Linked DNA regions of Mus musculus: regions 1, 2, 3, 4, 6 and 7 are each linked to region 5. Evidence: chromatin contacts called from public HiChIP or PLAC-seq and promoter capture Hi-C data. All regions are on one chromosome and are shown on one strand. Each heading gives the region's core, a stretch centred on a gene start, on an enhancer-like site or on the middle of the called end of the contact. The rest is flanking DNA. Distances are from core to core; before and after follow the strand shown. Region 1 holds the start of Pik3ip1 (phosphoinositide-3-kinase interacting protein 1). Region 2 holds the start of Thoc5 (THO complex 5). Region 3 overlaps Nf2 (neurofibromin 2). Region 4 overlaps Nf2 (neurofibromin 2). Region 5 holds the start of Sf3a1 (splicing factor 3a, subunit 1). Region 6 holds the start of Rasl10a (RAS-like, family 10, member A). Region 7 holds the start of Nipsnap1 (nipsnap homolog 1).

Region 1 (2,700 bases), core at 150-2,649, 830 kb before region 5:
TGTTCTGACTTCCTTATTTACACACATGGGCACACACCATGTGATCTGACCCTACACACACACATACCACACACATATATACACACCACATGCACACCCCCCCACCCCTCCCCAACCCCACCCCCACACGCACACACACGCACTCTTTGGGGGGCGGTGTTTATATGTGTGTTTTGCCAGCATATGTGTATGTGCATGACTGAGTATCAGAGGAGGGAGTCCATATTCTGGATCTGGACACAGATGGCCTTATGCTAAGTGCTGGGAACTGAACTAAGTGCTCCGCAAGAGCAACAAGTGCTCGTAACTAATGAGCCACCTCCCCAGTCCGGACAATGGTTTTAAAAGGCATGTCAGGTGGTTTGGGGACATGGTTCAGAGACTAGGAGTACTTGCTGCTCTTCAAGAAGAGCTGACCCGAGTTCCACTGCCTACTTCAGCTACCTCCCATGGTCGACAACTGCCTATAACCCCAGTTCTTGAGGCCCTGAAGTTTTCCTATGGCCTGAGTACAGACACAGATAAACCCACAAATAAAAATAACCCTTTTCTTCTTAAAAGACACATCAGGGTTCAATCACTTCTCATAGTTAGAATCACATTAGCTTTCCACTATGATAAAGTCTATAAAACTTACTTCATAGTGTTATTTTTTTCCTCCCTACATTGTGGCAAGATCAAAACAGAGTTTCTATTCTTGGATTTGCCCCAGTCACAAGGTAGTCTTGGCAAACCACCCTGTTCTCTCAGTTTACTGAGGCTGCTTGGGAACTTCAACTGCCAGCCAAATAGAAACTCCAAAAGCCCTAAGTTATGTGGATGTGGTTTAACTGTAGACACAAATTATTGCAACTAGATTTCCTATATACTGCTTGAGGGGAGTTGGAAGGAAGACATTTTACTTCTGGGCTGGTAAAAAGGGTGGACTTTACAATATAGCTAAAGGAATTCAATGTTTGTGTAACATGTATTTTCAGCTAATGATACCCTTTCTGTGTTCCTACTATATATGGATAACCCAAACCTCAAATGTTAGTAAAGGAATGTGACTGAACTGGCCCTAGCAAAGTACAATTTAAATATATTGCTTCCAGACAGATAATTCTTAGTTGTGCTGTCTATGTGGTCTTAAATTCTTCCTGCTTCTGCAATCAGCATCCGCTCTTACAACTGTGTAGTGCTTTTGGGGCTCCTAATCCACCCCACTCCACGATGCCTTCTGACACAGTGACTCTGTACTCACACTGGTGGAAAAGGAAGAAAAGCCCTGGGCATGCAGTTGTGCAGGTCTCACGCGGAGCTGCTGCTAAGCAAAACCTCTCTGCCACTCTCGGCTTGGCTGAGTTCCTCTCTTGGCTCAGGGTTAGTGATCTGGTAAGGTCTAGGAGGCTTAGGACCCAGGGGGCGCCTTTCAGCTGAAAAACACCTCGGCTGCAGCAAGCTAGCTGGGAAGCTCCCAGTTCTAAAGAGAGGCTGTTTACCAGAAGAGCATAACAGGGGCCGGCCAGTCTGACTGCAAGGAGACAAAACTGCTGCCAAGGAGGACCCCCCCCCCCCATTTGGACACTGGCTGTTGAGTCACCTGCGAGCCGAAGAGACGAGGATGCTGTTGGCTTGGGTACACACATTTCTTCTCAGCAACATGCTTCTGGCAGAAGCCTATGGATCTGGAGGTGAGATTACGTTTTCTCCCCCTTTCTGCAGCAACTTAAATGAAACAGATTCCCCAAACGTGGTCAGGCCGACAGGGAAGGAAGGTTTTGGCTGCTTTTCTCGTTATCCTACGAAAGCATTCTTCTCTCCTCTCTCCTTCCTTGCCAGAGGCTTGCAGCTCCATCTTTGCCATTAAGAACAAAGACAAGTAGTCACTTTCTCTTTCCCTTTCCTTTCACACGAGTGGATGGAGTGGAATTCGTCTCTTCTACTCCCCAGAGTCTTACCCTTTTAAAGTCCGTTTGCTTTGTGTGGCAGGCGCACGAACCTCCCCTCTCCAGCCTCCTCCCGTGGCTCTCTGCTGAGGGGAGTGGGAGCTTAAGAGATGAGGCAGAGACCCTCAGCTGGGGTCTCTATTGGATCTTTTGCTTCCCTGAATCAAAGGCTTTTGTGGAATTCTCTTGGGAGCTGGCGGTGTCTGTTAAACTAGCAGAAAGTGGCTGTATTCGTAGAGAAGGGAACACCAGTTTATATAACATTGACTTCTCAACACTGGGATGACTTCCATGTCTGACTGCCCAGAACCAAACTCACCATCTCCACAGAAAGACCTTAGGGAGAAAGACCTTCTTGTACCTTCAAAGTGGTCCCAAGTCCAAGAATAACAACCCTTTGCAGTTGTGCAGCGATCTTAAGCTTTTTTAAAAGGAAGGAAGGAAGGAAGGAAGGAAGGAAGGAAGGAAGGAAGGAAGGAAGGAAGGAAGGAAGGGAAGGGAAGGGAAGGGAAGGGAAGGAAGAAGAAAGCTAAATCGAGTGTTGTGTGTGGACCAAACGCCGCCAGGGGCGTGACACTCTGAGGTACACAGGGCTTTCTCCCGCGGGGCCAGAGAAACGCACTAAGAGTCTCGGGCGGGTTCCTCTTCCTCATAGGCTGCTTCTGGGACAACGGCCACCTGTACCGGGAGGACCAGCCCTCGCCCGCGCCGGGTCTCCGCTGCCTCAACTGGTTGGCCGCGCAAGGCAGCCGCGAGTCGCTCACCGAGCCCA
Region 2 (2,700 bases), core at 3-2,502, 730 kb after region 5:
TGTGATTCTGGGGTCTCTTCAATGACCCCGGTACCTCATGAACCCCTGCTTAGCATGGTTGTGCTACCATCCAGGAGAATGTTGATGGAACCAAATTAAATATTTACTGTACGTTGTGGTGTTGTCTTCATCTACAAGGAATCTCAGTAGTTGTCTAAGGCAGGGCAGCTTCCAGTTGGCTGAGGGTTACACTGGCTTTGATCTCTTAGGGAGACCGTCTTCATCTTCGTCCCAGAGCAAGAAAAGGAGCTGTTTCGGCGCCACAAGGTATTCAATGTTCATGTTTGCAGACAACCAGAATTTACTCCAGAAATGCCAGGCATAGGAAACATCTGAAGCTTACAGGTACTGCACTAGAGTCTTGGGGGAAAATAAAAAATCAAAACAAAACAAAACAGTGAAGCAGGAAGCAGGTGTAATATAGGATTATGCCCCTGCCTCAGTTCCTTTCTGGGTGTAGTGACTCCGATAGTATCAAGAAGTTAGAGTGGGGGGGGGGGGCGGTGGTGGCACACGCCTTTAATCCCATCACTTGGGAGGCAGAGGCAGGCAGATTTCTGAGTTGGAGGCCAGCCTGGTCTACAAAGTGAGTTCCAGGACAGCCAGGGCTATACGGAGAAACCCTGTCTCAAAAAACAAAAACAAGGGCTGGTGAGATGGCTCAGTGGGTAAGAGCACCCGACTGCTCTTCTGAAGGTCCAGAGTTCAAATCCCAGCAACCACATGGTGGCTCACAACCATCCGTAAAGAGATCTGACTCCCTCTTCTGGAGTGTCTGAAGACAGCTACAATGTACTTACATATAATAAATAAATAAATCTAAAAAAAACAAAACAAAAATTTAAAGAAGAGTCAGGCATGGTGACACCTGCCTAAGTCCAGCGAGTCCAATGCAGGCGGATCGTAGTGACCAGCCTGATCTATATAGCGTTCAAGACCCGCAAGTGTGCTATGTAGTGAGGCCCTGAACAAAGTCAGAAGACAAAATCCACTCCTGTTCAAATGATAGCACAGCGACACTTGTGCTTTCTTGAGATACCACAAACTCACTCGAGTGAGTCGGCGGAGGGCCCACTAATTCACACTCCGGTGAAGGGGCACGAAGCACAGACTTGGACATTATCGCCCCAGTTTCCCAACTTAATAGAACTAGACTCGCCCCTTCCTTGCTTCCCAAGCTGCATCTGGCCTTCGTGTCTCACTTCCGGCCTGTGGCTCTCTTCTTCCGCTTCTCTATGGTCGCGAGCCGGAAGTGGCTACCCGGCTGGAAGGCGTGAGGAGCATTCTGGTGAGCGAGGGTAGAGGGCTGCTGGCTGGGGCTGCAGGTCCTCGCTGGGCGATCCGGGCTTGATGTGCAGACGGCACGGAGCGTGTCCGCGGGCTGGGGTCCTCACCTGTCGGGGTCCCCCAGGCTCGTGGCGGTTTTCTAGGAACTAACCGGAGCAGCATCCTCTGTCCCCATTGTAGTCTCCCGAGAGTGCTGCTGCTGGTGGTGACCCTCGTCGATGGTCCTCTTGGGCGTGTGGCAAACGCTCCTGGGTGGCGGTTGGCTTTCCCGGGTTTTCCGTGCCACCCTTGTGGGTTTTGTCAGATGAGTCCGCCACTCGTTTACCTGTCACCGGCAGCCTCCTGCGGTCCTCTGAGAGAGGCGTTACCATCGTCGCGCCGCACCAGACTCCAAGGAGTCGCAGAAAAGAGCTTTTATTGCTGGAGCAGAAAGGCTGAGAGCGCGAAGTGCGGACGTTACAAGGGCAAAGAAGCTTGGCTTGGCTTTTCTTTATGTTGTCCGCTCTATTTCCTAGCTAGCTGGCTGGACTTAGTGTATTTGCTTCATTAAATATTTTGCTTATCTTAATTTCTAAGAAAAGGAAAACAAGAATTTTTTTTCTTAAGTTATACTGCAAAGGGCTCGGGCAGTAAGAAGAGGTGCCACCTGCTCCGTTTTAATGAAGATTTTAAATGCAGTCACTATAGTCCTGTCTGTCTGGCAGCTTCTGTAGTCCAGGTTGGCTTCACATTGGTAAAGATCCCTCTGCCTCAGTCACTCAAGCTCTGTGATTCCTGATATTTACCACTATCCTGTCTCACAGCCCATCCGCCCCTCCCCCCTTTTTTCTTGGAGACGAGATTTTATTATGTAGCCCAAACTGACTTTTGAACACATTATATAGCAAAAGCTGATCTGGAACATCTCGTCAGCCAGCTCTCAGTCTGACCTGTTCTCATTGCAGGCATGTCCCGCCACACAGTTTTATGCAGTCCAGGAGATCAAACACAGGCGTTTGAGTATGCTAGGCCAGCACTCTACCAGCTGAGTAATATTCCCAACTTCACAGTCACTTTTTAAACCTATAGTTACTTTGGTAGAAGAAAACTTGGGTCTGGTCTGCATGCCATAAATAGGAAATGGCTTCCACTTGTCTTATGATATTGATATAACTGCATAGTATACATAGTATGATGAAAACATTTATTAATAAATTCTGTCTTGGTTTCCTTGTCTAAGATTCTGAGAGAGAATCCATTTCTTTTTAAATTATTTTTATTTTATGTACATCGGTGTTTTGCCTGCGTGCGTGTCCGTGTGAGGTGTTAGATCTTGTAGTTACAGTCAGTTGTGAGCTGCCACGTGGATGTTGGGAATTGCAGCTGGATCCTCTGGAGGAGCAGTCGATGATGCTCTTAACTTCAGAGTCATCT
Region 3 (2,700 bases), core at 173-2,672, 640 kb after region 5:
CTGTGTTAGTCCTGGCTCTCCTGGAACTCACTCTATAGACCAGGCTGACTTCAAACTCACTTTTCAACTCACAGAGATCTGCCTGCCTCTGCCTCCTGAGTGCTCAGATTAAAAGTGTGTGTTACCACTGCCTAGCCCAAGAAATCCATTTTCTAAGGATTGCAAATGCTTTTTTCTTTTAAACAATTAATGTTGGTGGTGGGCAAGAGACAAAACCACAGAAATGCATTAGTCTAACCTCAAAGAAACAGATGTCAAACACAAACTAATAAAACTTTTAATTATTTAATACTTACTAATTTGTGTGTGTTGTGTGAATGCATGCTTATGCCACAGCACACATGTGAAGATCATAGGACCATGTGCCGTACAGTAAGAACAAGAGTTCTCTCCTTTCACCGTGTGAATTCCATGACCTGAACTCAGCATGTCAGGCCTGGCAGCAATTGCCTATCTACTACTCCATCTCACTGGCCCTCATGACACACGAGAAACAACCTTCTGCATTCTTTTTTATTCTTATTTTTTTAAAGATTTGTTCTTATTTTGATGGTTTTTAGTTACGTATTTCTGTGTCTGTGCACATAAGTGCAAGTGCCCTCAGAATCCACAGGCCTCAGATCCCCTGGAGCTGGAATGTCAGGCAATTGTGAGCCTCCCAAACCACGAGCTGGGACTTGAACTCAGGTCCTGCTACAAGTAAAATATCTTTTAGGCCCTTGCTTATTGTGGTAGTACATTTCAGTGTGCCCTGGTTTTTTTGTTTGTTTGTTTGTTTTTTGTTTTGTTTTTAAAGTTTTTTTTAAGATGTTTATTTATTGTTATACATAAGTACACTGTAGCTGTCTTCAGACACCAGAAGAGGGCGTCAGATCTCATTACCGGTGGTTGTGAGCCACCATGTGGTTCCTGAACTCAGGACCTTTGGAAGAGCAGTCAGTGTTCTTAGCTACTGAGCCATCTCACCAGCCTTTTGGGTTTTTTTTGAGACAGGGTTTCTCTGTGTAGCCCTGGCTGTCCTGGAACTCACTCTGTAGACCAGGCTGGCCTTGAACTCAGAAATCTGCCTGCCTCTGCCTCCCAAGTGCTGGGATTAAAGGCGTGCACCACCACACCCGGCTTATGCCCTGATTTTTAATGCAAAAAAAAAAAAAAAAAAAAAAAATCCACAAAAACCTGCATTTAGGAAACAAATTAAGTAGAAAGCTATCCTAGAATACTGAAATCATGCTTAATTCAATTTACTCAACGTTAACATAAAGGCTGTCTGTAGGACCCCAAAAGGGGGAAGCAAAGAGTTTGTGGGATAGTCCAGGGGATGGCTGCAGCTGACCTTCAATGGCTACTCCTCTGTAGCCAAGCTTCCTGGCACCCGCCACCCAGCAGTGAGGAAAAGCCCGGTACTTGGCATGTGCTCCTCTGGAGGAAGCCATGAATACCGCAGCCAGCAGCCAAATCCCCCAACGAGCGAGAAACACGCTCTAGGGCCAGACCTGAACAGAACACAAATGCCTTTCTCTGCAGAGGCATGGTTCCCGGAGGCCTGCAGACCATTAATGGTCTGAATAGAAAACTAATTAGCCTCACAGTGAGAACAAGAGTTCCACCCAAACAAATTAGGAATCTCTAAGAGCAGTGGGCCCCGGGGAAAGACATTATTTCCAGGTGCTCCTTGGATTTCCCAAGAGGCCGGAATAATCAAACATTACATGGCCAGCATTCCAACAGGTCTCTGCTAAGAAGAGAACCGGGCCTGAGTCCCTCAGGGTACCAATGACACTTAATTTGATCTATTTCTGATCTAATTCGAAGCCCCAAATGAAACCAGGCTCTCGACCTTGTCTTCCCGTTTCTTCTTTACTACTGAACCATAAAGACTCTAAGCACCCTGGGATGAGGAAGTGACCCATCTGCCTGTGTGGCCTCGACTCAGTCTTTCTGAGAGCCAGGGAACTGGGGAAGGAGTCAACGCACCCGGATTGTAAAGTAGTTCACACCATACATCTCCAGGTCCTGAGCTATCTTCAAATACTCCATTTCAGCTTCATCCCTGTGAGGAGAATAGAAGACACCATTATTAGGGCTAAGTGACAAGGATGAAGGACAGACTCTTGCCAAGTCAAATATTCTGAGCATGCCTCTGGTGAGATAGAAGGGACCTGCAGAAGATGAGACAGACCAGACACAGCAACACTTTTCTCAACCCAGAGATTCCCATCCCCGTGAAAATAAGAAAACAGATTCATTACACTGACTCTTGGCTTCAATTTCACACTCTGGCCTTGGTAAATAGTGACATCTGTCTCAAGTGATTTAAAAAAAAGAACGTGGGGGCTGGGAGTGTAGCTCAGCAGCAAAGCACTCACTCCGCATGCGCAAAGCTCTAGGTTCCATCCCCGGCATTGGCAGAAAGAAAAAACAAAGCCACAGTGCATTCATTCTTTCCGACCTCAAATGCACGAAGTCACTGCCTGTCTCTGTGTACTTCCTTAACCTAGAGCTTCAGTAATGAAGGGGCCTCTCTAGAAGCTGACAACACCCACTTTCCTGGTTTTATCTCTTGGGTTACTGCTGAAGATTAAGGCAAGAACTATCTGAGCCATAAAACCCAGGCCAGTAGGTGAATGCTTCTGTGTTGTAAGTCGAGCTTAAAGCAAGCTCTGGATGCAGCAGTGACTTGCAGAAAACTCCCTGAGAGGT
Region 4 (2,732 bases), core at 67-2,566, 670 kb after region 5:
GTCAACCAAGTCTACCTTGTCTCAAAAACAAAACCAAAACCAAAACCCACAGCAAGCAAGGTAGAGATGCCTTAAAGACATTTAAGCTTCAAGCTCTCTGGGCTAGGAGCTGGCTCAGCTGCATGTGCCACAAAGCTAAAGACCCCAGTTCCTTCTCTGGGACAACAAGGTAGGTGTGATGGTTTGTATATGCTTGACCCAGGGAGTGAGAGTGTCACTATTGTTGGAGTAGGTGTGTCACTGTGGGCTTTATTACCCTCCTCCTAGCTGCCTGGAAGCCAGTCTTCTCCTAGTGGCCTCCAGATGAAGCTCAGAACCAGCTCCTCCTGCACCATGCCTGCCTGGACACTGCCATGCTCCTGCTTTGATGATACTGGACTGAACCTCTGAACCGTAAGCCAGGCCCAACTGAATGTCAGTATAAGAGCTGCCTTGGTCATGGCATCTGTTCACAACAGTAAAAGCCTAACTAAGACAGTAGAAGAGAGCTAATCCCACAACTAATCCTTTGATCTTCATATATGGGCTCCCACACAGACATAAAGTAAATAAATTTAAATTTTTTAAAAAATTAAAGCCGAGCAGTGGTGGCGCACACCTTTGATCCCAGCACTTGGGAGGCAGAGGCAGGTAGATTTCTGAGTTCAAGGCCAACCTGGTCTACAAATTAAGTCCCAGGACAGCCAGGGCTACACAGAGAAACCCTGTCTCGAAAAAGAAAAAAAAAAAATTTAAAAGACCTTCACTTATAAAACAAAACATTCTCAGATGAGACAGGAAGATTACTTAAGCCCAGGAGTTCAAGATAGTTCAGGGTAGTATAGTGGGACCTCATTCCAAAACAAAAGAAAATATTTTGTCTAGTAAGTTTTGTTTTGGTGTTTGTGTTTGTTTGTTTGTTTGTTTTGCCAGACATGTTGGGTTACACCTGGAATCCTAGCCCTTGAGAGGTCGAGGGAGGAAGTGAGCTTTGACTATACACAGAGACTCAAAAACAACAATAATAAAACAAAAAGACCTACAAGTTTTCTGTTTGGTTAATCTCCACCTATAAAAGGCATTGCTTTTCAACATGTTCTTTCTCAAATGTATAAGATCTCCTTTATCTTCCTTTTTTGAATTTCTGTTTCTGTACAAACAAGAACTGTTGGCCAGAGGTGGTCTAGAGAGTTGTCGAGTTGCTGTGGAAGAGATGCTTGGCCTTCTTGGTACAAATCGATTTGCCTGAGCATGATTATTTCCCTGTCTGGTACTGCACTATGCTGATGCTCAGATGACTCACTGTCATTGGAAGATCTCTGTAGACTGTAGGCATCTCTAACTAGGAATGGCATTAGTCATCATCCCCAGTGACCAATGGAGAGTACACAGAGTACACAAGACATCCTACAGCAGCATCTAATATGACTGACTAAGTGACATTAAAACTCAAGGCTCAGAGACTTAGATCATAGCTAGCCCATATATCCATCCCTTATCCAAACAGTGAACACACAGTGTGTCTAGGACAAACAGTGAACACACAGTGTGTCTAGGACAAACAGTGAGCACACAGTGTGTCCAGGACAGGGGTGCTTAAGGTACAGAGGATCGATGGTAACAAGGGACAAGTCTTCACATTTACAGTTTTGAGCAGAAGTCAGCCAAGAACAGATGATCATCACAGTGAGGTTTTCAACACTGAAACAATTGATATGACAGGGATACCCAGGGACTGTTGGGACTCCTAAGAAAGAAAACCCCCTTTTCACAGAAATGACATCTAGACTGACTCATGGTGGAAAAGAGAAGCCAAGAGCAAGATTGGGTTTGAAGAAGACAGCAAGAAAGGGTGTTACAGAGAGAACAGTTTCTACAAAGGTCTAGAACAAAAAGGGTTCTTAGGGGAAATGAAGTATTTTAGTTTTACTGGAAAATACTTCTGAACTTACAAAAGAACCAAAGTAATCCAGTGAAACGGTTTAAGGTAAAGGCACCCTGCCACCAAATTGATCACCTGAGTTTGACCCTCAGGACCAAGAGGAGGTCCTCAGGTGGCAAGAGGAAAGAGATTTCCTCTCAAGCCCAGGAGACTTGAGGGAAGTGGTCTTCACTAAGGAGACACACTGGCTAAGCTGGGTCTTGGGGTGGAAGGGGTTGACAAAAGGTTATGCCAGCCTGATGGCATGTGTCTGCACTTGGGACACACACACACACACACACACACACACACACACACAGATATGAAAAAAATGAGAACTGAACTACAGCTACACATACTGGCACACACCAACAATTGCAATCCTAGCACTCAAAAGCTGAAGCAGGAGGACTGAGTTCAATGTCAGCCTGAGTGCTATAGGATAGAACACAGACATACAGAAGGCAAGTTAAATCATTACACAAGTTGGATACCTCAAGATCTCAGGGCTTCTTTCTAGGAAACAGCCAAAAAGGTATAGATAAGTGACTAATCTGCACCAGTATTTATCTCAAGTGCTGTTGCTGTGTGACCTTGGGCAAGTTATTGAACTTCCTTATGCTTTTACAAGGAGAATAAGCAGAACCTGTCTTAACAGATTGATCTAAGGATTAAGTGCACTCATACATTGAAAAAAGACTAAGACAGTGCTGGGCCCAGAGCAAATAAACACTCAATAAGGGGTAGCTCTTCTTAATTCTCACTTTGCCTCCCTCCTTTGATTCTCAAGTGTGTGCTGCTTAAGGCCTCCCGGCCCCACTTCATACCACAG
Region 5 (2,740 bases), core at 215-2,714:
CTCCTTTCATCCTTGCCGACTGCTGTTGGCAGATCTGGCAGTCAGCAGCAGCAGACTTCATTCTCCTGGGCTGGTCCCACTCCCTGCTAGCAGTTTTCCTTGGCAGGTATCTCATGACTCTGGCATCTCTAACATCTTGGGGTCTCCAAGGCAACTTCAACTTTACAGCTTCTTAATCTAACTTTTATTCCAATGTCTGGGATCCACACATGATCTTTTGGGGATCCTCTAAAGGGCTGGCATCACTTCTCCAGCTCTGCCCTCTGAAGCACTCTAGGCTCTGCTTGACTCCAGCCAACTGCTGCTGCTGTTCCTGGTTATCATCTTATCGTACTGGCATCTCCAATACACTGGGGTCTACCACTGCAACTAGGCTTCACCAAGAGCCTCTCATAGGCTCTCTTCATGGGGCAAGCCTCAACTCCTTTGCATGACCCCTTCAGTCCTGGGCCATCAACTGTAACTGTAACTGCACCTTCACCAATGGCCTTCCCTGGCCTCTCACGGTGCCAAGCCTCAGCTGCTCTTCATGACACCTTCATGCCTTCAAACTAATACTGCCTGGGTAACTCTTACACACTGCCAAGTACAGCTGCAGCAACAACCATGGCTATCTCTGGAACACAGCTTCTTTGTGCTCTCAGAAAACACTTCCCAGAAGATTTCACCTCAGTGATGCTGGTCTCGTCTTAATCACTAATTTCTTAGCTCCAGCTAACCAGCATCAACTGTCCCAGCAATCCCTTCTACTCTAGACTCTAAAGCCAGAGCCACACAGCCAAATTCTGCTTCCTGTGGCTGGAACCTGATCCCCTTTATTATCTTACCAGCTTTCTGTTTTTCAACTCCCTCACTGCCTAAGCTTGGCTATCCTGAAACTTGCTCAGGAAATTGACTTTGAACTCAGAGATCTGCATGGCTTTGTCTCTTGGGATTAAAGATATGTACCACTACGCCTGAATTATGCTTTTCTTCATCTAGAACTTGCTCTGTCCCAGGCTGGCCTTGAACTCAGATCTGCTTCGTTTTTTGTCTCCTGGAATTAAAGGTGTTAGCACCATGTCCTGGACTCTGTAAGGAGGGATGCAGAGGAGGTGGTGCTGAACCAAAAAATGGGGCTAAAGGTGTAGTAAGTGGGACTCTATGGCATCTTCAAAATGCCAGGCCAAACAGGAAAGAAACAGGGGCGAGGGGTGGGGCGCTGAGGGGGCGAGGAACCGGCCAGAGTCAGGAGGGAAGTTCAGAGTCAGAGGATGTGGAATGGCTTACCTGTCTCCGGCGTCGCAGCCTCAGCTCTGTGTCTGTCTGGCTCACAGAACTTCCTCCAGAGCGTCTGAGGCTCCGAGAATGCCTCGCAACTCTAAGTTGGGAGCCCAGGCCGCTGCCTTGGCAACGGCGTACCGCGCCACGGAGCAGGCGGGGCGGGGCTGGAAGTGCGAAACGGCGAGAGGGCGGGACCGGAAGTGCTCCCGCGGCTTCTCTCTCTGGGTCGCCGCCATCTTGTCATTGAGTTGGATACTTCGTGTGGTGATCTTTAATCTTGTCGTCGCACCGGTTGTCGCCACCGAGGTGGACTGGCAGCCCTGAGCGTCGCAGTCATGCAGGCCGGACCCGTGCAGGCGGTACCCCCGCCGCCGCCAGTAGCCACTGAGTCCAAACAGGTATCGTGCCCCGCGCTCCCTGCCTGCAGGCCTGCTGGAGGCCTCGTTCCTCCCCTCCGCGCGGGCGCTGTGGCACTGCTGCTGGAAGCTCAGGCCACCCCGAAGGACATGGAGGGACTGCAAGTCCCAGGAGTCAGCGCGCTGAGTTGCCTTCTGGTCTCGAAAAAGATATCCCTAGAACCGGACTTTTCAAAACCAGCATGCGGACCTGCACCCCCGGCTTCCTCTGGGGTCTTATGTGAACCACGAAGCCTCCATTCAAAAAGAGGAGAGCTAAGCAAATCATTCTTTCCCCTAGATTAGGAATGGCTGCGTAAATACAGTATGGCTAAGGAAACTTGCCCTGTTTTGTTTTTAACTGCGTCCTCGGATGCTAACCCAAGAGAGTCTGCAGTCTACAGGACAGACGTTCCTGTCAGTATCATGGAGCGTTTATGATAGCCTAATCCGAGCCGGGGACTTGAAGCCCTTACTACCTTTTCTCTGTTTTCACAGCCAATTGAAGAAGAAGCATCGTCAAAGGAGGATCCCACCCCTTCCAAGCCAGTGGTCGGCATTATTTACCCTCCCCCGGAGGTCAGGAACATCGTCGACAAGACTGCCAGTTTTGTGGCCAGGTAACAGCTGCTTCTGCACAGAGGGAACTTGTAGTATAAAGGTCTTTTAAAGCAGCACAGGGGCATCATGGGGAGTTCTAGAGGCTCTGGCTTAGACTCCTTACTTCTTCCAAAACCACAGGAGAGCAATGAGGTAGGTGATAGATAGGACTGGTATGGTTGACATACCACAACAGTAATCGCAGTGAAAGCCATGCCTAGCTGTGTAGTCACTAGGAGTTTCTGCTTCCAAAACAAGTCTGTGGAAATTCCTGGTAGCTTCTTTGTGGCTGCTGATGTGCATATGCTGTGTTAACCTGAAGAAAGAAAAAGAAGAGTTGATTATTCTCATTGTGAAAGGACGACTTTCCCAGAGCCTCAGCTGAATCCAGAGCAAGCTGTTCAGCATGTTAGCTAGTTTCCAGGCAAGGTGAACATTGGTCAGGATTCCTCAACCTCCTCATCCCACATACTTCTGCACCC
Region 6 (2,700 bases), core at 95-2,594, 900 kb after region 5:
ATATCCCTAGTGGCTGAAAGGGGGAAGAGAGGTGGGGGTGGGGGTGGTGAAATCAGACCAGGCCCTAAGTCTACCTGGGGAAGAGGACTAGACATTAGTGTTAAGGAATACCTTCCAGCTGCTGTCACCTGTTCCCCGCGGGAGGGTGTGCCTCCTTCCCCCTTGACGGGCTAGTTTCTCCTGCCCTTCCTTCCACTTAATTCCTGGCCAGGTAGACATATTATCAATGCCTTTAGAGGCCTGGATCTAAGTATTTCTAGAGCCTTCTCTCCTAAGGGAGAGGAGACAGTTCTTTTTCCTTTTGGCTCCATTTCAGCATTCTGGCCACCTGTTAGACTTGAAGCATTCGTTGAATGAGTGAGTCTTGTTCAATGCCGGGTGCCTGCATTTCACAGTACCTGGGTGGAGGGCAGAGGCCTGGGAACTCCTCCAGTGTGTGGAGACTGGAGGGCCGGACGGAGGTTGGGCAAACCCAGACTTTCCGAACCCTCAGAGGAGCTTCCGAACTTGTCCAGGGAAGAGGGCATGGTGCACCCCTGGGACAGACTCTGGGACAGACCCGTGGATCTGTTTCTTCGCCTCCAACCTGTTGGGGCAGTGACTGGGGGCTGAGTTGCTGAGCAGACTTCTGTGCTGGGCTCAAACCCTTCTGTCTCCACTCCCCACCCCCTCTGGGCTGGTCCTTTGAAACAGTGTTCTTCTAGTCGTTTGTCCTTGTAGGTGTAATGAAAAGTGGCCCGCAGGCCCGGGACGGAGTCCCAGTGTCCTTCTCACTTTGAGATACCTCTCCAGGGTCTCAGTTCCCTCCTCCTTAAACCACGAGTACCCAGGTTGAGGCTGCGGTTCGAAGATGATGCAGGGGAGAGCCCAGAAAAGGAGTTGGTGCCCAGGGTCTCACAAAACAGGAGGAAGCTTTGAAGCCATCGGCCTTTGGTGGACAACCGGGATGCAGACAAAAAGTCCAATGCGACGATTGGCCCAAGGTCATTCAACCAGGACTGGGTCTGACCCCAAGTGGCCTGATTCTAAGAGCCTGGGCTTGGTCAACAGCCAGGTTGCAGCCAGCGGTGTTGGAGGAACAGGGAGGTGGCGCCCAGCGGCTTCGGTTTTGAAACGGTTGAGGGAAGCTGACTGCCACCTGGGGAACCAGGCTTTAACAAGGCGACCCGCCTGGCAGTCACTGGGCCGCGACCCTCCCCGGGAGGGGCGGGGCGGACAGTTACCTCATCGCCGCCTCCGGGAGGCCCCGCTCGCTTGCTCGCCCGCGCGGCCGACTGGGGCGGCGGCTCCCGGCGCCGGAGCGAGAAGGGGACGGAGCTGAAGGTGGGGGCGGGTCTGCACCGCACCGGGTGCACTCTTCCTGCGGAGCTGCGGGTGCGTCCGCCCGCTCGATCCTCAGGCCTGGCCTCTTGTGGCTGAGGTGCTGTAGGCGACGCGATGCGGGTATCCCGGGCCGGGCAAGCAAGGCGCAGAACGGGCTCATGAAGCTCCCCGGTGCCAGGCGCGGGAGCGCGGGCCAGCCATGGGCGGCAGCCTGCGGGTGGCTGTTCTGGGTGCTCCGGGAGTGGGTAAGACCGCCATCATCCGCCAATTCTTGTTTGGTGACTATCCTGAGCGCCACCGACCCACGGACAGTCCCTGCCTCTACCGACCCGCGGTGCTGCTCGACGGCGCGGTCTACGACCTGAGTATCCGCGATGGTGACGTCGCTGGACCCGGCTCAAGCCCCAGAAGTCTTGAGGTAGCGGTTCGAGGGGGCCAGGGGTGTGTGTACACTTGGTGCCCATGTGTACTGATCCAGGGCGCCCGAGCCCGTTCTGGGATTGAAGTGTGTGTGTCTAGGTAGTTTGCATACGAGCTTCCTGCGCTAACCTGTAGGTGCCCTGTGGCTGTTTCCTCTCTCTCTCTCTCTCTCTCTCTCTCTCTCTCTCTCTCTCTCTCTCTCTCTCTCTCTCTCTCTTTTGTTTTTGTTTTTGTTTTTTTCGAGACAGGGTTTCTCTGTGCAGTGCTGGCTGTCCTGGAATTCTCTCTGTAGACCAGGCTGGCCTTGAACTCAGAAATCCACCTGCCTCTGCCTCTCAAGTGCTGGGATTAAAGGCGTGCGCCACCACGCCCGGCTCTGTGGCTGTTTCTTGTCTTCTTTGCCTGCCTAGGCTGGTGTCTGGGTCAGTGTGTGGCACAGCTTGAGCTGAGCCGCGCCGCTGTGACAGACTGGACCAGACACAGGAGTACCCTTTCTAGAGGGGGCCACCGCACCCTCAGACTCCCAGTCTTTGGCGCTGCATTCATTTCAAAGCTGGCATTTGAGCAGCACCTGGGAGGCTAAATGAAGTTTTGGTGAAAGAAGCTGTAAGAATATTGCAAGGGGGAAAGAGCAGCAAGAGACAAGCCAGAGGCTTCACCTGTACAGCTGCACCAGGACAGTCAGTTACCATCTGTCAGCCGGTGGACGGCAGATCCCAGGCTCTGAGGCAGTAGGAGCATAGTAGGTTGACGGGTGGCCCAGGAAGTAGGAGGGCTAAGGACTGACAAGATCCAAGCACGGCTGGGAAGTCTGGCCTGTGGGAGGGCGCGTCCCATCCGGAGTATTGCTGGGAGGTGACGGGGAGTGAGGTTGAATTGGAGTAAACCCCAGCCTCTACCCTCTAGGAGTGGCCGGACCCTAAAGACTGGAGCTTGCAGGACACAGACGCCTTTGTG
Region 7 (2,700 bases), core at 70-2,569, 710 kb after region 5:
GGTTGCTTGTAATCCCAATGTTGGGGAAGCATAGACAAGGAGATCCTTGGGGCTCACTTGCCAGTAGCCTAGCTGATGGAGGGGGCGGGGCATGGCTAACATCTCTGCCTTGGAGGTTTCAGTCAGCAGTGATTGGAGTGATTTGTCTGCTCCACCAGGCCTTGGCTGCCAAGAAGTACAGATAGGACTTGTTCAGCCAACCTTTGCTGTCTCAAGATCTTAGATGAGACCTAACTTGCCAGACTCACAGTTTGAAGCACTCCGGAAGTTAGTTATACCGGCTGTAAATCCCCTGCACCGAATTACAGTCGGTGGCTTGGCATCCTCCCCCACCCCACTCCCCCGTTGGTGTGTCTCTGTCCCTGTGTCCCCCAGGGGATCAGAAGGGATCCATCTCTGTGTGGGCTGAGAAAGCAAATATAGAGCCTCCAGGTGAATAGACAGTGAAGAGAAAATGTTTTTTGTTTGTTGTTTTAATTCCGTAGTCTCTTTTTGTTGTTGTTTTGTTTTGTTTTATTTTGTTTTTCGAGACAGGGTTTCTCTGTATAGCCCTGGCTGTCCTGGAACCCACTTTGTAGACCAGGCTGGCCTCGAACTCAGAAATCCGCCTGTCTCCCGAGTGCTGGTATTAAAGGCATGCGCCACCACTGCCCAGTTCGTCTCAGCCTCTTAAGTGCACCATCACACTCGGGCTTTGGAGAAAGAGCATCCTGCTTGCTCAGAGTCTTGTCCATCTGTTTTAAATGGTTAAAGAGACAGTTCTGCCTTTAAAAGCTCTTGGAGGAGACCTGAGTTTGGATCCCAGTACCCATTAGAGTGCCTCAAAATCTCCTTTAAACTCCAGTTCCAGGATATTTGAGGCTTCTGGACCCCCCCCAGGCTCTCTCTCTCTCTCTCTTTTAAAAATTGTTATAGATTTTGTTCTTTTGAATAGACAAATATTGTCTGTTGATGCCTTGACACAGAAGAACACAAGATGTAGACAGAACATTTGCCAAGCCATGTGTGAGGTCCTGGGCTCCACCTCCAGCACCCAAGGAGGAAGGGAACTCACATAGTTTGTGAACAATTTTAGGGGTATAAAGACTGTCTTTAGTTTATCCTCAGAATGTCCAGGACATACAACCCTGCGATTATCGAGATGAATTCCCAGGTACAGAGGGGAAAAGGTCGTTGAAGAGAACAGAACTAGTTAGCTGCAGAGTTTCAAGAGCTCGGAGGTGTGGGTATGGACTGTGCAACTGTAGAGTTGGGGGACTCCCACCTGCTTGTGTTTGAAAGGGAAGCTGGCGAGGGGAGGGCGTGGTTTTCTCTAGTCCTGCCCCCAGCCACTGGGCTGAGGCGTGGCTTTCCTCCAACCTGCTCCGGTCCAACATGGCTCCGCGGTTGTGCATCATCTCTGCAGCGGCACGGCGGCTATTCACGAAGCCGAGACCCCGTGCTGGGGACCTCGCGGCTGCGGGTGCTGTGCGGTGAGAGGCCGACGGGGCTGACTGCGTGCCCGGAACAGGAGCAGGGGAGGGGGCTGGAATGAAAAACAGACTCTCGGATTTGGAATTGAGGGGTTAGAGGCAGAGAGCTACCAGGATGTAGGCCTGAGGCTGAGAAAGAATGGGGAAGGTGAAAAGGTATGGGGATGGTTTTGGTTTTTAAACAGGTTCGTACTACATGTGATTCGACCTCGGAATCTTCTTGCCTCTGCCTCCCAGATAGTGAGGGTGTGCACTACCATGCCTAGCTGGGCAGGTTCTTTGTCCTGTTTGGGACCTGGATCTGGGCTGAGAATAAAAAATGAGGTGAGTGGGAGGGACAGGTTTTGAGCCCTGGATCCCGGACGAAGGCAGAGGATATTGGCAGCCTTTTGCCTGGCCTTTGTGGTTTAGCACGCGCTGGGGTCTTCTGAGCCAGCAGAAAGTTTTGGAAGGAGAGGAGGACTGGGGGTACGGTGGGAATTCCCAAAGTGATTCCGCACCCTGCTTTGTACAGGTGGGTCAACAGAGTGGGGTGGGAGCTGTTCAAGGTCAGCGTCCGTGCCATGTGGAGGCAGCTCTGGATGTTAGGACCCAGGTCTTACGATGCACTCTGCACTTTGTACCACGGCTGGTGGCCTCCTAGGAGAGAGGCTCAATTCTGGCTTTGGAGAGCTTGGCTTCCTTCCCCTGACTGGCTCTGGGCTGCTCCTCCCTCCTCGATGCCACGCCCGGTGCTACCCCCATCTCTGCACCTATCACCCGGAGCACTTCTGACCCTGCTCTCCTGTTTCCCCAGCCCCACACCCTCACAAGTTTTAGGACAGGGTTTGTGCAAAAAGCATTAGCTAAAGAAGTGGAACACCTGCCCTCACACCTGTGGAAAGGGACCTGCGTTACTCCTGCCCCAGCCCAAGAATGTGGCCATGGAGTTCCGTTAGATCGCTGTGCACATTAGGAAAGCACGGATAGAAGAGTTGGGACGCGTGCCCTTCACTTCCGTGCTGGGTAATGAGAGAGAAGCCGACAATGGGAAAAAAGCCTAGAGTGTACCTTGTAAACTCAGCCTTTTCTGGAGGGATGACCTTGGGTAGGAGGAGAAAATAGGATGTGTCTGATAGCCTTGTTTTCTATTGCTAGGAAGAGAACTCAGGAGTTTAGGTATGCTAGGCTAATGTAGTGCTCTCTCCACCAAGTAAACAATGACATCTCCAGCCCTCATTGGATTAAA

Evidence for each region. Promoter capture Hi-C pulls out the DNA fragments that hold promoters and counts their contacts. HiChIP or PLAC-seq counts read pairs in DNA pulled down with a chosen protein or histone mark.
Region 1: a contact with region 5 is called in an H3K27ac HiChIP or PLAC-seq map of extraembryonic endoderm stem cells, with 5 times the contacts expected there. The contact joins the promoter of Pik3ip1 here to the promoter of Sf3a1 in region 5. A contact is called at or near these places in 1 of 39 promoter capture datasets (cranial neural crest) and 4 of 115 datasets of contacts at active chromatin or transcription factors (astrocytes, bone marrow-derived macrophages, extraembryonic endoderm stem cells and 1 more).
Region 2: a contact with region 5 is called in a promoter capture Hi-C map of liver, with 6 times the contacts expected there. The contact joins the promoter of Thoc5 here to the promoter of Sf3a1 in region 5. A contact is called at or near these places in 4 of 39 promoter capture datasets (the 3T3-L1 cell line, the C10 cell line, embryonic stem cells and 1 more), 1 of 15 datasets of contacts at CTCF or cohesin (the NIH/3T3 cell line), 9 of 115 datasets of contacts at active chromatin or transcription factors (acute myeloid leukemia, bone marrow-derived macrophages, embryonic forebrain and 3 more) and 3 of 9 other capture datasets (adipose tissue, embryonic stem cells and liver).
Region 3: an H3K27ac HiChIP or PLAC-seq map of stem cell-derived neural progenitor cells shows a contact between it and region 5, with 6 times the contacts expected there. The contact joins the enhancer-like site here to the promoter of Sf3a1 in region 5. A contact is called at or near these places in 1 of 39 promoter capture datasets (embryonic stem cells), 5 of 115 datasets of contacts at active chromatin or transcription factors (the 230-238 cell line, embryonic stem cells, large pre-B cells and 1 more) and 1 of 9 other capture datasets (embryonic stem cells).
Region 4: an H3K27ac HiChIP or PLAC-seq map of the NIH/3T3 cell line shows a contact between it and region 5, with 7 times the contacts expected there. The contact joins the enhancer-like site here to the promoter of Sf3a1 in region 5. A contact is called at or near these places in 2 of 39 promoter capture datasets (cranial neural crest and embryonic stem cells), 7 of 115 datasets of contacts at active chromatin or transcription factors (the NIH/3T3 cell line, bone marrow-derived macrophages, embryonic stem cells and 3 more) and 4 of 9 other capture datasets (embryonic stem cells, liver, macrophages and 1 more).
Region 6: a contact with region 5 is called in a FOXA1 HiChIP or PLAC-seq map of pancreatic cancer cells. The contact joins the promoter of Rasl10a here to the promoter of Sf3a1 in region 5. A contact is called at or near these places in 5 of 39 promoter capture datasets (cranial neural crest, embryonic stem cells, hippocampal neurons and 2 more), 1 of 484 Hi-C or Micro-C datasets (embryonic stem cells), 4 of 115 datasets of contacts at active chromatin or transcription factors (astrocytes, embryonic stem cells, pancreatic cancer cells and 1 more) and 1 of 9 other capture datasets (embryonic stem cells).
Region 7: an H3K4me3 HiChIP or PLAC-seq map of pro-B cells shows a contact between it and region 5, with 10 times the contacts expected there. The contact joins the promoter of Nipsnap1 here to the promoter of Sf3a1 in region 5. A contact is called at or near these places in 1 of 39 promoter capture datasets (the SN4741 cell line), 1 of 15 datasets of contacts at CTCF or cohesin (the NIH/3T3 cell line), 5 of 115 datasets of contacts at active chromatin or transcription factors (embryonic stem cells, memory CD8 T cells, pro-B cells and 1 more) and 1 of 9 other capture datasets (macrophages).

Annotation. Positions count from the first base shown.
Region 1 is chr11:3,329,332-3,332,031 of GRCm38.p6, forward strand. Pik3ip1 (phosphoinositide-3-kinase interacting protein 1) reads left to right here and starts at 1,400. Exons shown (of 6, transcript NM_178149.4): 1 at 1,400-1,673; 2 at 2,584-2,700. The coding sequence starts at 1,604. It overlaps Gm12592 (predicted gene 12592), which reads right to left and starts at 1,859. Exons shown (of 2, transcript NR_165248.1): 1 at 1,583-1,859.
Region 2 is chr11:4,894,091-4,896,790 of GRCm38.p6, forward strand. It overlaps Thoc5 (THO complex 5), which reads left to right and starts at 1,253. Exons shown (of 20, transcript NM_172438.3): 1 at 1,253-1,288. It overlaps Nipsnap1 (nipsnap homolog 1), which reads left to right. Exons shown (of 10, transcript NM_008698.3): 10 at 1-111.
Region 3 is chr11:4,801,704-4,804,403 of GRCm38.p6, forward strand. Nf2 (neurofibromin 2) reads right to left here. Exons shown (of 17, transcript NM_001252250.1): 7 at 1,975-2,050. Among named protein-coding and RNA genes, the nearest start is that of Nf2, 46 kb to the right of the region's middle. Within about 2 kb of position 1,423, at least 95 of the 459 cell types and tissues checked have an H3K27ac peak or open chromatin away from gene starts, as enhancers often do. A contact at or near this core is called in embryonic stem cells and stem cell-derived neural progenitor cells, where this site is marked.
Region 4 is chr11:4,825,050-4,827,781 of GRCm38.p6, forward strand. All of the region lies in intron 1 of Nf2 (neurofibromin 2), which reads right to left. Among named protein-coding and RNA genes, the nearest start is that of Nf2, 23 kb to the right of the region's middle. Within about 2 kb of position 1,317, at least 64 of the 459 cell types and tissues checked have an H3K27ac peak or open chromatin away from gene starts, as enhancers often do. A contact at or near this core is called in the NIH/3T3 cell line, bone marrow-derived macrophages and macrophages, where this site is marked.
Region 5 is chr11:4,158,890-4,161,629 of GRCm38.p6, forward strand. It overlaps Sf3a1 (splicing factor 3a, subunit 1), which reads left to right and starts at 1,465. Exons shown (of 16, transcript NM_026175.5): 1 at 1,465-1,661; 2 at 2,157-2,278. The coding sequence starts at 1,599. It overlaps Ccdc157 (coiled-coil domain containing 157), which reads right to left and starts at 1,404. Exons shown (of 12, transcript NM_001164620.1): 1 at 1,270-1,404.
Region 6 is chr11:5,056,784-5,059,483 of GRCm38.p6, forward strand. Rasl10a (RAS-like, family 10, member A) reads left to right here and starts at 1,345. Exons shown (of 3, transcript NM_145216.4): 1 at 1,345-1,741; 2 at 2,650-2,700. The coding sequence starts at 1,523. It also overlaps a transcript of Gas2l1 not described here.
Region 7 is chr11:4,872,632-4,875,331 of GRCm38.p6, forward strand. Nipsnap1 (nipsnap homolog 1) reads left to right here and starts at 1,320. Exons shown (of 10, transcript NM_008698.3): 1 at 1,320-1,472. The coding sequence starts at 1,375.